2 separate regions of the Danio rerio genome follow, and region 2 is linked to region 1. The links are chromatin contacts, called in public Hi-C maps. All regions are on one chromosome and are shown on one strand. Each heading gives the region's core, a stretch centred on a gene start, on an enhancer-like site or on the middle of the called end of the contact. The rest is flanking DNA. Distances are from core to core; before and after follow the strand shown. Region 1 holds the start of ppm1db (protein phosphatase, Mg2+/Mn2+ dependent, 1Db). Region 2 holds the start of pja2 (praja ring finger ubiquitin ligase 2).

The links. A called contact is a pair of places that touch in the nucleus more often than the background predicts.
Region 2: a contact with region 1 is called in a Hi-C map of an unstated tissue, with 2.7 times the contacts expected there. The contact joins the promoter of pja2 here to the promoter of ppm1db in region 1. A contact is called at or near these places in 2 of 18 Hi-C or Micro-C datasets (caudal fin and an unstated tissue).

What each region holds. Positions count from the first base shown.
Region 1 is chr5:62,249,512-62,252,211 of GRCz12tu, reverse strand. It overlaps ppm1db (protein phosphatase, Mg2+/Mn2+ dependent, 1Db), which reads left to right and starts at 1,438. Exons shown (of 6, transcript NM_001007340.1): 1 at 1,438-1,992. The coding sequence starts at 1,509. All of the region lies in intron 6 of si:ch211-127d4.3, which reads left to right.
Region 2 is chr5:62,468,947-62,471,646 of GRCz12tu, reverse strand. It overlaps pja2 (praja ring finger ubiquitin ligase 2), which reads right to left and starts at 1,282. Exons shown (of 9, transcript NM_001105116.2): 1 at 1,215-1,282.

The DNA of each region.
Region 1 (2,700 bases), core at 189-2,688:
TACAGCAGCAGAAGACCACACCGGGTGCCACACTTGTCAGCTAAGAATAGAAAACTGAGACTACAACTTACACAGGCTCACCAAAATTGTACAATAGAAGATTGGAAAAACATTGCCTGGTCTGACGAGTCTCAATTTCTATTGTGACATTCGGATGGCAGGGTCAGAATTTGGTGTCAACATCATAAAAACAAGGATCCATCCTGCCTTGTATCAATGGTTCAGGCTGGTGGTGTAATGGTGTGGGGTATATTTTCTTAGCACACTTTGGGCCAAACGTCAGTGTCACAGCCTACCTGTTGCTGTCTATGTCCATCCCTTTATGACCACAGTGTACCCATCTTCTGATGGCTACTTCCAGCAGGATAACACGCCATGTCATAAAGCATGAATCATCTCAGACTGATTTCTTGAACATAACAATGAGTTCACTGTACTCAAATGGCCTCCACAGTCAGCAGGGTTCAATCCAATAGAGCACCTTTGGGATGTGGTAGCATCATCGGGAGATTCACATCAAGGATATGCAGCCGACAAATCTGCAGCAACTACACGATGCTATTATGTCAATATGCATAGACATGAGATGTTGCCTACCCTGTTGTTGTCTACTGAAAGGAATGTGTCAATAGAGCCGCCATTTTAGTACAGGGTATTGCTTAGCTGAAATGAAAGCCTAGTATTTAGTGCAAGTTTGTGCTACTTTGCCTTATGGTGAATGCAGTAAGTGACTGTATTATCATCATCAATAACGTTACCCGTTTAGCACAAAAGTTCATAACATACAAAAACATAAAAAACTAAATCCTACCTATGAAATATTCTGCCTGTGTGCTATGTTTTCTTTGTTTGCTCGTTACTACACCCGTAGACAGCGCTAAAGTCCAGAATCTTCACATTGGCACTGTCTTGACTAGTGCGGTTGAATGACATTTGTCCTGGGAGCTCTGTTCAAAAATGGCGGCTCTATTGACGTATGCGACATCTAGTGTATATATCTATGGTCAATATGGACCAAAATCTCTGAGGAATATTTCCAGTACCTTGTTAAATCTATACCATGAAGGATAAAGCAGTTTTGAAGTCAGAAGTGGTCCAACCCCATACTAGTAACGTTAAGGGGTACTTAGTAAAGTGACCGGTGAGTGTACAGTATGCTAGCATTCATTAATAAAGTTTTGTAAATATTATACATAGACTACAGTAGACTTTACTACAGTATGGTTCAAAAACGTTGTATTTTTCATGTGGGATTGGACATTAAGCAAGATATCGACAAGTTCCCGAGAGTTCTTCCGGGCTGTCGCACACGAACCTCCTGCCCAAGAGATGGCGCTAGTGACCTTTCTGAATCCATCACTGTGTGTCTGCGAAGGAAGGAAGGACTGGGAGCTTAGGAAATAAACAAAAGACGATCTCAGATAAATAAATGTTTTTAAGGTTAACCAAAACAGTTTAAATAACGCGTTTGCAGAGTTTAGGTTGATTTGCACTAAAGGAAGGTCCGAATGGATATGAATTGCGACCTATCGCTGCGAGTGAGCGTCTTCTCCGAACAAGGAGGAAGGAAATACATGGAGGATTTAACGGAGGTGATCGTGGAGCTGGAACCCACCGAAGATGAGTTGCAGGCGGCGGGACACGCTGATCCAAAGCCGGACCAAGAGCCGGTCTCTGATAGCGAACCGCCGGACTGCTCAAACAATCCTTTACCGGTTCTGATAGCGTGGAGAAACCCGCTGTCGACCGAGGAGGCTGACGGTACGGATGAGCCTGGGACTCAACCGGCGGCGGCGGACAGCAGGAGATCGGTCGCCTTTTTTGCCGTATTTGACGGACACGGAGGGCGAGAAGCTGCGATGTTTGCTCGAGATCACCTCTGGGATTTTCTCAAGAAGCAGCGGGGATTCTGGTCTAAGGATTACCGGAAGGTTTGTTCCGCAATTCGGAAGGGCTTTATCGCATGTCATCACGCGATGTGGAAAAAGCTTCGTAAGTCAATTCAACACCATTACACGCATATCAATTCAACATTATCACACTCTTGTCAATTTAACACTATTACACTCGTATCCATACACCCGTGTGAACAACGTGACGTTTCCCGATATTGTGATTAGCTCCGATTAGGTTAACGTTATGATGTTCGACACTGCAATTTACCTTTAGGCAAGTTATAGCGACTGCAATCATGCATGTTAGTATCACTTTTAAGGCAAGATGGATTATGATAACATAGAGTTTGCGACTACATAAATTAGCTGTCAAGCTAGTAGACCTTTTTGAAATTGGGCGCCACTCAAACTACTTACTGCCGAAAAGACGAAAAAAAAATCGATCAGAAGGATCGTTCTGCGCATGTGCGGACCATTTTGACTGGCATTTCCACAACACCCTGTCATTTCCATCACCACACAAATTTTTAATCAAATATTTAAAAAGTTCTTATCACACATTTAAAACGTGTTCACAATTAATGAGTCCATGCTCTATTTAATATACACATTCAGTTCATTTATTTTCTAATAAGCTCTTAACCAAATTAATGTAAAATGTTTTAGTTTGACAGGTGGACAATTCAGCATTTGGTCCTAAGGGACTAATTTATTTCATTGACATGTGTATAATTATTGTACAGTAGTAGTTGAATAATTGCCCATATAAACCATTTCAATGTGGTTTTGTCATTGGCTCATGAAC
Region 2 (2,700 bases), core at 33-2,532, 220 kb before region 1:
AGTAACTTGACTCAGTTCAAGTGCTTTTGTTTTTCTGATTGTTGTACATGTTTTCATTTTGATGAAACTATACTGTACCAGTGGAGCAAATTGGCAGTGATATTTTATTTATTCATTTAATAAATTTTATTTACATTGTTAAATTGTCTAATTTGTTTTCTGTAACAGTTAAAATAGGCTCATTTCAGAAGTTGAATTGATGCTTTCCTAACCCTAAAATAATATAAGGTTATTTTGGTTACAATTTTAAAAAGACATTTTTATCATATTGATCACTGCATTATTTAGCATTTGGTATTTTATATATCTTAATATTGTACAGCCCTAAAGGAAATACACCATGATTTGACATTTAATACATCACAAACTTCATCCTCACATGTTAACATGTGCACTTAATTCAAATTGTACTTTGATGGTCATTTGCTGCTAATATGATTTCACAATGTAAAAATTGTAAAGAACACTTTTCTGAAATTATATTATTAAGGAGAAAGTCAGAATGTGTAAATATAATACCAATTTCACCTCAATCTTACAAATACCTACATGTTATAGTTATGATTTTCCATTCTGATGCAGAAAATGCTGCTTATTTTAAAAGGTCAGTTCGAAATCTTTATAAAAATGAATGCAGTTCAGGTTTTGGGGTACTACTAATGAATAATGGATGTAAAACGTAGGAAATACCCCATTGTGCAATGCAGTGTTACTCTAGAACCAGGATTAGGCAGAATTAAAGCTTTCTAACCTATGACAGATCACATTAGTGTTTAACAGAATACTATGACAGCAGTTCTTTAGCACAGTCCAGCATATTACACTATGTCATATTAATGTTGTCAATGGAATATGCAGCAAAACCATTACATCCGTCAATATTACGCACTTATGGTGCTTGACACATCATATCGCTTGTCACATTACCGAAAAGCAAACAGCTATAATTAACACAAAATACAGTCGCAGAAATTTGTTTACTATCTAAAGAACCACGCAAATCTTGTGACACATATCATCTGGATCAAACCAATCGACTGCGGGCCCTGAGACAAGTTTAGCGCAGCTAACAAGCTAACTGTTTGTCGACAAAAGCTGCTGCCTCCAGGGCGTGGATTTTAATGCCTATCAACGGGTTAATTCCTCCAATTTCACGCAGAAACCTCAAATAGAGCGTTAGATCATGAAAAGTGTCGTCTGATAAAAGACTGTACCTGTGTTCCTGAATGCCTCCCGTGTCACAACTAACTCTACGAACGTCACCACGAAACTTAAGAGTCACGTGACGTGTGCGCGCCAATCAGCTGTGAGCATCATTGCCCGTATTATAATCGGGTGCAGGAAGGCAGCTGTAAACCAACTGCAACACCACGTGTGCAATTTAAAGCCCACCTGGGAGAGAGAAAGCAGACGGAGACAGGATGAGGTGGGATTTTACAGGATAGTTTATGATAGGATAAGACATTAGATTAAAGAAGTGTTTGGACTGACACTGGAAATGCTAGTTCGAGGTTTAATTAATTGTATGAAACCGAGAAGGCATTGATTTCCAATGCAACATTTACAAGGTACTTCATAAATTATTAAATTAATGTCTGCATACCAAGGACTTACTTAAAAAAACAGGTAATGTACAGCATTTTTTCAAAATTATAACAACATTATAAATCTAAAGATACAACCAAACATGTTACATAATAAATATCAATATTTTTCATCTTAATATCTAATTATTCATTTATCAAATTTCAGATTATGAAATTAATTTCACTAACAATAACTAAAGGCATATTCGTCATTATAGATCAATTCTTATATTAAATAAACTACTAAAACTACAACCCCAAATCAGGAAAAGTTGGGACAGTATTAAAAACAAAAATTTGAAAAGAAAGCTTTGATTTTTAAAGTTACTCTGATTTGTATTTCATTGCAACAAATATGAACACAAAATATTTCATGTTTTGTCTGGTCGCCGTAATTTGATTTGTAAATATACATATTTTTCTTTCATTCAGACCTGCAACACATTTCCCAAAAAAGTTGGGATAGGAGCAGTTATGGGCTAGTAATCAGGTTAATTGGTTAAATAATGATGTGATTTGAAACAGGTGATGTCAGGTCATTGTAATTATGATTTGCTACAATAGCAGCATCCAAGAAAGGTCTATAGGAGCAAACACGGGCCAAGGATTCCCAGTTTTGTTAACAAATACGTGAGAGAATTATTAAAATGTTTAAAGGGTCACAAAACACCAAAACACATATTTTGAGATGTTGACAGTCATTTATGTGTCCCATGCTGCTAAAAACACTATTAGGACACAATTGGTTATTTTACATTATTTAGAGCAACTTTGTTCTTCTGGTTTGAATCGAATTTTTGGAGCTGCGTCACTGCGCTGCGATCCTTGTGTGTATTCCAGCGTGGAGACTGCATGTCTGTACCGGCGAGTACATTGTGTAGTCTCTGAGTGTGCAGCATTAATTCAAGAGAAAGACTTCAAATTAATCAGCGCGCTCTATTGTGAATGTGGTGCGACTTCATTAATATGCATGATAGCTTCGAAGACTTGTTACAGTGTTCAGACGGCAGAGAGATGACATGTTGTGTTGCCAAAACAAGTGGAAGAAGAATAATTGTTTGAAGACGGGGTCGTTTTTAAATGTGCTGCAACGAAGGTTTTGTTTTCATTTCCC